Linked DNA regions of Zea mays: region 1 is linked to region 2. A link is a contact called in public Hi-C data. All regions are on one chromosome and are shown on one strand. Each heading gives the region's core, a stretch centred on a gene start, on an enhancer-like site or on the middle of the called end of the contact. The rest is flanking DNA. Distances are from core to core; before and after follow the strand shown. Region 1 holds the start of LOC100284371. Region 2 has its middle 180 kb from the start of LOC109941549.

Region 1 (4,604 bases), core at 459-2,958, 260 kb before region 2:
AGTGGTTATTTCCTATAGGTGGTTAGTGAATGATGAATATGGACATATCTATAAGTAAACTAAAATCCGGGGCATGTTTATTCTAGAAGGGGCAAAGAACATATTGAGCCTGAAAACAAATTAAGTTAAGAGTAGTTGATTCATATTGATACAATCATCTTGATACCCCTATCGCCCCCATGATTACTGCCAGAATCAGATATGATCCAGCTGTTTCGACGCTACACACTACTAAACTATAATTGATAAATGCTAAACATCTAATCTTCGTTACTTCAAGGATACATAAATGCATGTAACCGCTACTTAATCTACTAGCATCGTACCTGATAATGAAAGCAAGCACCAAAGTCATGGGGCGTGACAAAGAAATGATCAGCGCCCTCTGATCTATTCCAGTAAGGCCAATTCGTAGCAATCAGCTGGATCGCGCTGCGCATCATTCGAGGAGACTTGAAAGGCAAGGGAAGACCCTTGGGGGTGAGATCGCATGTCGTGTATACGGGCGTGTAGAACCAATCTGCTTCCTCAGGATTAAAAGTTCGGACAGCACTCGACAACAGGAACCTGTGCATGAAGATCTCGGCGGCAAACATGTGGTTCAGGCACCTAGGATCCTTCTTCAGCAGCTTCTTGTTGTATTTGCTGGGGAGATCATAGACAAAGACCTTGAGCCTCCCAACAGGGTTATCTTCTAACACATCACCAGCGCTTCCTGCATTTTGTTGGCCACGGCATTAGGGCTAGCATAAAAGTGGGGAAAAGAATATACCTAGCTAAGAAAACCCTGAAGCAACGGTCCGCTAGCTAAGCAATCTGCATGTCTCAAACGAATTGTGTGCCTATGTTAAACTGAATGAATGATGGTTATCATCATGTACTATCGAATGCTCCACTGAGTACGATCCTGTTTGTCAAGCTTGATGGGTTACTTGGCACTACAGAGTGCATCAGTTGGTCAACGACAAAAAATTGAAGCGTGTATGTCAGCAGGAGCAGGATGTTCGGATAAAAAAGGTGTTTTTAACCAGATCAAATAACTATGAAAAGGACACCGAAGGATCAACCTGCATTCTGGTTATCTGTAACCCAGTAGCATATGGATTCAGGGTTCAGAGGCCAAACAGCTCAAGCTGTCATACTAACTTCTTGCTTTGCCAATTCACTAGAGAAAACGTATGTACTAGGAGCAAAAAGAACACTAGAGAATACGAGTAGCTCGATCCCTACAAACTGACAAGAACGTGCTCATCTAGATCAGAAGCAAGATGGAAAGGAACACAAGCATAGAGGGGTCGCGCCGCCGCCGCGTACCTTCGATCCGCTCGGTCTCCTGCGCCGTGACGGCAGCGATGCTGGAGCAGGCGAGAAGCATGGCGAGCGCCAGGGCCATCGCCGGCGCGCTCCCCTTCTCCATCGGTCCTCGCCCGCGCCGCCGCGTTCCCTCCCCGCCACTTGATGCTCGGGTGGTCAAGGGAACGGGGAGAGGGATCGAGAGGACGGAGGGGAAGTAGTAGGAAGCTAGTGGGTTCCTCGGCAGGCAAGGAGGAGAGGGATCCCCGGAGTCAAAAGGAACGGCAGGGACGTGTTGCTGTGCGCCGCGTGCTTTCTCGCTGTCGGCGGAAGAGGGCAGGGGCTCTGGGGGAGGAAGAAGAGATCCCACTCACAGGCAAGCCAAAGGGAAGCCTTTTCCCCCCATCCCACCAAGCTGTTAGCTGTGTTTGGTGGTGGGGGTGCTCCGGAGAAGGTGAGCGGTGGCTTTCCTAGGCTTTTCCCTTCTTCCTCTGAAAAATTCCAACAAACACACGCACATCCTCAGGAAGAAGAGGGAACCCGCGTAGAGATGGCAATGGGTACCCGCGACCCGATACCCGATGGGTATTTACTCCATTAGGGTATGTATGTGGGCTAAATATTCTACCCGTGGGTCTGTTATTGGGCAAAAATCTTCACCCAATGGGTAAACGGGTATTAGAACGTTCCACCTTCACCCATACCCGTTAACCCGTGGGTATAAAATACCCAATATAAACTTAGCTCAAGCATGAACTTAGACTTTAGTCATCCATCTTTTTTACTATTTAATAATCTTTTAGGTCATTATGTCATAGAAGGCTTAACGACAATTTAATGACCAGGTAATGGAACATGTAATTCACCCAATGTGTGTTGAATGGATGGTTAAATGATGCTAGAAATTTTGTAATGGTATTTAGATGGATATACTTGATATTTGTATAATATAATATTTTGATAGATGTTTAATTTTTGTGGGTACGGGTGACCCGATGGGTGACCCATACCCACGTGGGTATGGGTATGGGGGTAAATCCATACCCACCAGTGTATATGGGTGACCCGGTGGGGTTATTTTTTTGTCGTGGGTATGAGTATGGGGTAGTAATACCCGGTGGGTATTTACCCATTGCCATCTCTAAACCCGCGCTGTCTATCTGATTGTCCCCGTTTTCCGGCTGCCTTTTCCCTACTAATCAATTATTTTTAACTTTAACCACATTTATATAAAAATATTAATATCTATGATACATAATTAGTATCATTAGGTCCTTGAATCTATTTTTAGTAAAATTATTCGAAAATACAAATGTTGCTAATAAATTCAATAAATCTAGTCAATTTTAATAAAGTTTGGGTGACACGAATATCATAGCGACAAACATTTGTGAACGAATGGAGTACTATTAAAGTCATATCTAACAGATTCTCTATTTTATCACCTATTTTAAACTTTATTCTATAAATAGTATTGTCGGGGACCATAATTAGGGACCCTCAATACTCCTAATTCTCAGCTGGTAACCCCCATCAGCATAAAGCTGCAAAGGCCTGATGGGTGCGATTAAGTTAGGGATCAGTCCATTCGAGGGACTCGATCGCGTCTCGCCCGAGCCTAGCCTCGGACAAGGGCAGCCGAACCCGGAAGATCTCCGTCTCGCCCGAGGCCCCCCTCCAGCGGCGAACATATTTCCGGCTCGCCCGAGGCCCTGTCTTCGCCAAGAAGCAACCCTGACTAAATCGCCGCACCGACCGACCGAATCGCAGGAGCATTTAATGCAAAGGTGGCCTGACACCTTTATCCTGACGCGCGCCCCTCAGCCAACAGAGCCGAAGTGACCGCCGTCACTTCGCCGCTCCACTGACCGGTCTGACAGAAAGACAACGTCGCCTGCGCCGCTCCGACTGCGGTGCCACTTGACAGAGTGAGGCTGACATGCAGTCAGGCCTAGCCGGAGGCACCATAGGAAGCTCCGCTTCGTCCGGCCCAGGGCTCGGACTCGGGCTAAGTCCCAGAAGACGGCGAACTCCGCTCCGCCCGACCCAGGGCTCGGACTCGGGCTAAGTCCCGGAAGACGGCGAACTCCACTCCGCCCGACCCAAGGCTCGGACTCGGGCTAAGTCCCGGAAGACGGCGAACTCCGCTCCGCCCGACCCAGGGCTCGAACTCGGGCTAAGTCCCGGAAGACGGCGAACTCCGCTCCGCCCGACCCAGGGCTCGGACTCGGGCTAAGTCCCGGAAGACGGCGAACTCCGTTCCGCCCGACCCAGGGCCCGGACTTGGGCTCAGCCCCAGAAGACGACGAACTCCGCTCCGCCCGACCCAGGGCTCGGACTTGGGCTCAGCCCCAGAAGACGACGAACTCCGCTTCGCCCGACCCCAGGGCTCGGACTCCGCCCTGGCCTCAGCCGACGGCCTCCGCCTCGCCCGACCCAGGGGTTCGGACTCGACCTCGGCCACGGAAGACAGACTCAACCTCGGCTTCGGAGGAGCTTCCACATCGCCCAACCTAGGGCGCAGACTAGCCTCGTCAACAAGAGGCGCCATCATCACCCCACCCCAAGCTGACTCGAGCCACAGGGAACAAGACCGGCGTCCCATCTGGCTCGCTCCACCAGATAGGCAATGATGGCGCCCCGCATACTCTGTGACGACGGCGGCTCTCAGCCCCCTTATGGAAGCAAGAGGACGTCAGCAAGGACTCAACAGCTCCGACAGCTGTCCCTCCGCCAGGCTCCAGCGCTCCTCCGACGGCCACGACATCACACCAAGCTGGGTGCCAAAATCTCTCCAGCTACCACAACAGCATGTACTTAGGGCGCTAGCTCTCCCCCGCTAGACACGTAGCACTCTGCTACACCCCCCATTGTACACCTGGATCCTCTCCTTACGCCTATAAAAGGAAGGACCAGGGCCCTCTTAGAGAGGGTGGGTCGCGCGGGGACGAGGACGAGACAGGCGCTCGCGTGAGGCCGCTCGCTCCCTCTCCCGCGTGGGCGCTTGTAACCCCCTACTGCAAGCGCACCCGATCTGGGCGCGGGACGAACACGAAGGCTGCGGGATTTCCACCTCTCTCACGCCTGTCTCCGGCCACCTCGCTTCCCCCCTTCACGCTCGGCCTCGCGCCGACCCATATGGGCTGGGGCACGCGGCGACATTTCACTCGTCGGCTTAGGGACCCCCCGGTCTCGAAACGCCGACAGTTGGCGCGCCAGGTAGGGGCCTGCTGCGTGTTGACGAACAGCTTCCCGTCAAGCTCCAGATGGGCAGTCTCCAGCAACCTCTCCAACCCGGGACGGTGCCCCGT
Region 2 (4,453 bases), core at 1,167-3,666:
TATTATTCTTTTCTTTTTCTATCCCTTTTTTTCTATTTTCAAATCCAATTTGAATTTTGAATTCAAACTTGTACCAAATTTATTCTCAAATCACATTGTGAAATTTAAAATACCAATTTTAGGATTATAATTATATTATTTATATTTTTATATCATTTCTCTTCTTATTTTCAAAACCCTAATTTTTATTTAGGATTTAATCCAACCTTTAGAATTATTATTTTATTATCATTATCCTTATTATTTTATTTAATGCACAAACATATAAAACTCCAACAAGATGCACTTTATTTTATTTTAGTATTATTTGTTTTAATTAATCACTCTTAATTATATGTATGCTCTTTTTATGATGCAAATATGGCACATAAAATAAGAATATCCAATATAGTATCCATGTATACATTTTAGGTATTACAACTTTCATGTGTGGCCTCTTTTCTTTGATCTTAGTAGTGACTACTAATACAAGTTCCCTTTACGTCCTTTGTGTAAAGGTGAAGCCTTCGAGCTTTTTAGTGTTGGAAAACAGCTGGCTAGCTCTCAAACTAGAGATATGTTTCTCCCTGATGCTGAGATGCAGGAGTTTGTTCATTCGCTCTCTTATTTAATCCCTGTATTCCTTAACCAAGTCGGTTCATCTCGCATGAAGAAATGGATGAGCAACATGACCAAATGAATTTCTACCCAAATGCACGATCTCTTGTTAACCAGAGTGAACTCTCGACTATTGGATTGCCGATGGGTAATAAGAGAAATTACTCAATGTCAAAAGTAGTTCAACAAGTTGGTTTTACTAACTTGTAACTGCATTATGAACAAAGGCTGAGTTTAGAGATCGTTTTGTCGAGTTGTCTAAACTCACTTTGGTTCAACCCACCCTAAAGAAAGTACTTACAAGAATCGAGATTAAGTCGGCCAGTAACCACCTAATCATCGCTCTAGTCATGCCTCAATCGCCTCACGTGTGCTTTTCCAGCATGTGTGATCAAGTCGAACTATGGTTAGTGCTTGATAAAATGGATTGGTTGCGAAGTCAACATCAACGGATCTCTTCATTGATATTTACCGAGTCTCTATCATTTTCTTGAACTTGGATTTTTGGGCTAGCCATGGGTCAACTGTGATGTTATTCAACCTTCACACTCGTCTCGTGTGCTATGAACATACTGTGACCACTTGTTGGTAAACCCCTTTCTGTGTGTTTTACCCAAGAGGTTGCATCTGGTTCTGTTTGAGTAAAATCGCGTATTTACCGCTTGCCCAACAGACTCAGATAGTACAGTGTCATTTGAAAAAGCAAACTACACACATGGAACCTTAGGTGTTCCTCTGGCAGACATCGTCTCTATTAGTGGACATCTCTAAATTAGCTAAGGTGATACATGATATGTCCACTAGAGAAAGCAACATTCTGAGGCACTCGCCTTCGCTCAGGACTGTCTTATGATTACCGCTGATATGGACATGGGTTACATGCTTCTCTACTCTTAGAAGTCTTTCGTTTCGAATCTCGGGACGAGATTCTTTTAAGGGGGGGGGGGCTGTAACACCCCAGGTGTTTACCGTCTGCTCGACAACGAGTATGGATTTAAGCACATAATATCAGTGGATATAACGGATGCCAAATTTTAATCATTTTCGTCTATCGTGATTTTAATATCGCATCTGTTTTGTCTGTCGCGAGTTCGACATCATTTTTATCTATCCGGGCTCGTCCTAAATTTTCGTGATGTTCGGAACATCGTTGTTCCGAAAATCGGTGTGCCCAGTGATTATTTAAAATTCATCGCTCGCGCGAATACGAATTCGGAAGCTCGACCTCCTTTTACGCTTTTATCCCCAAACAAATTATTTAGAACTCGACGACTAAGTTTTTGGGGTGAAATAATTCCGTCTCTGCTCGTGAGCTGAGAAATCATGCGCGAGGTTATGATCCCATTCATTTTTCAGCACGCTATTTTGGTGACAAAATCATGTGTGCATTATCATATATGGTTTCGGCTAATATTAGTCGAATCACGTAGAGTAAATTATCGAAGCCGAAATCCATTTAATTCGGTCTGTTGCTTCTCGGCTCAATTTAAATCCTAACTCTAGAACTCAGATTAGATTTTCGCGGCTCGTGTCGCAATGATTCAGATTGACGTGCGTTGAATTTAAAATTCGAGAGTCAAACACAGATTGTTTAAAATATGGCAGTATAAATTCTAATCTAGACGAATCATAGTCATGAGATTCAAACCGGGAATAATTAATGTGTTAAAAATACATTGGGAAAGGATTAAAGAATAAAAAAATAAAGAAAATATCTTCTCTGATTTTTTTTTCTCATCAAGCCGTCTCTATCCTGATCTCCCGCCGGGCTCCCCTATTGATTTTTGTTTGCCTGGCCCTTATCTGGTCGCGTCGATATCTCTCTCTCCTTATCTCTTCCCCACGCGCTCCTTCTCCTTCCTCTGAACCGAGCGTCTCTCCCATGGCAGCCGCTCATCCATCTCCCTCCGCGCGCGCGCCTGGCTCGCCCTGGCGGCCTCTTCTTCCCGGCGTCTGGCCGGATCTTCCTGCTTGCTCCCTTCACCATGCGCCATTTCCTCTGTCCGGCGTTCTCCCAGTCGGTCGGAGCTCCCTGCTCGGCATCCCTCTCTGCTCGCCGGGGGACTCTTTCCCTGCTCCCCTGCCATGGCCGATGTGCCCCGAGCGGACCGCGCCCAGCCTCTTCAGCGCTCGGCTGGAGCTCCTGGCTTGCCCCTGGCTTCCCCGGTTTCTTCCTGCGCGCCCCAACCTTCCTCCCATGGTCGTGACCTCTCCTTGGATATCTGTAGGAAATAGTCGCTGCCCTTCTCTGGTGCTTGCTTCCCAGCTACCGTGAGCTCTGTTTCGCCGTCGCGTCCTAGCCGCGTCGAGCTCCCTGCTCCAGCTCGCCGGCTGTGCAGCTCTCCTCTGGTGCCTTGGTCGTGCGCATCCGCCGCTGCTTCCTGCGCACGCGTCGCGCGCTCTGGCGTCTACGCCATGCCGTGCTCCCCTGCGCGCCCAGTGCCGCGCGCTCTCCTTGTATCCACGGCGGCTATTTCCTGCTCGCCAGCGTGCCCTCTCGGCTCGCTCGGCCTTAATCCTCATCACGTCGTCTACCTGGCTGGTTGTCGTCGTTGCGTCGTGTGTGCAGCAGCCCTGATCTGTGCAGTCCTGCCCTTGTTGTCGACCTCACTCGCTACCGATGTCGCGGCTTGTGCATCTCGTGTTCGACGAGAGCCCTACGAGAGCCCTGAGTAATGGACATGCTTACGCTATTTGAGTCGATCCCGACGATCTATCCTCCAGATCTGCGTCACTTGTACTGAGCTCCGAAGCCCCTGTCATGTTCGACCCTGGAGGCCTCCAACTCGTCGACATCCCTTGCGTCGTCAAACGATCCCGAGAATTCGGATAAAGCAATAAATCTCGCGTGGTGCTCACCACGTGCTTGACGTAATGGCAGAATCGGAGAATCATTACCGATCTCGCAGATTCGTGTCAGCTGTTGGAACGGTAAGCTGATTTGCTATTTTTATTTACTGATCTCATGAATGGATTGGTTGAGTTAGTTGTTCGTGAAGATTGTTTTATTCTTAACACGGGTGCGTTGTCGAGGTATAAGATGTATGTCGTGATGCCTCGCTTCATGCATCAATGGAATGTGTACATACGTATAAAGTGGTCGTGTCACGCGAAACTCAAGTTTAAAATGATTATTGTGTAAGGAGAATTAATAGCGTGAAGAATTGATTTAGTAATACAAACGATTATCCAATAAGGCTATCATCGTTAATTTTGTAGGATATTTTGGTAGTCAAACCTGAAATGTTTGATTAATTGTTAACATGTAAAATATATGAGGTGTGAAATAAAATTAAATATAATTCTTAGTGAGCGATGTGGTATAATTTATAAAACGAGGGATAAGTTTAGAATTTAATTAATTAGATAAGTTGTGTTTAGGCTAATTGTATTAAATGTGTATAGTTTGTTGTTTCGTGATGTTTGCGTTAGATTCGGTTAATCTAGAGAAGCGTAATTATTACGCGTAGTCGTATATCGATAACTAGTATTTCCATATGAACTTGTACAACGCCTCGCCGCTAGGTGTTTAATTCGCTATCGCGTAGCACTATTTAGGTTTGTAATATTCCTGTCTAAATGCATTCATGTGCATAATGCATTTCATTCTGGTACGTGAATTAACCACGTGATGTGAAGAACCAGAACTGAGTCGACCACAAGATATCGCTACACGTGAACTTCTCCAGAAGATGAAGCTAATGAACTAATCTGAAGATGGACAGACGAAACAAGTATCAGAACAAAAGATGGTCGTCAAGTGATCGACGTCTAACAACACTAACGTAGTGTTTATTCCAGGCAAGCCCCGGTGCATTTGTCACCTCTTTGCTGTTTAAAATCTTTTATCACCTTG

What was found. A called contact is a pair of places that touch in the nucleus more often than the background predicts.
Region 1: a contact with region 2 is called in a Hi-C map of tassel, with 1.8 times the contacts expected there. The contact joins the promoter of LOC100284371 here to the enhancer-like site in region 2. A contact is called at or near these places in 2 of 25 Hi-C or Micro-C datasets (ear and tassel).

What each region holds. Positions count from the first base shown.
Region 1 is chr8:65,922,435-65,927,038 of Zm-B73-REFERENCE-NAM-5.0, reverse strand. LOC100284371 reads right to left here and starts at 1,708. Exons shown (of 4, transcript NM_001157266.1): 1 at 1,315-1,708; 2 at 327-715. The coding sequence starts at 1,417.
Region 2 is chr8:65,661,609-65,666,061 of Zm-B73-REFERENCE-NAM-5.0, reverse strand. No RefSeq gene overlaps it. Among protein-coding and RNA genes, the nearest start is that of LOC109941549, 180 kb to the right of the region's middle. Within about 2 kb of position 2,416, at least 13 of the 20 cell types and tissues checked have an H3K27ac peak or open chromatin away from gene starts, as enhancers often do. A contact at or near this core is called in ear and tassel, where this site is marked.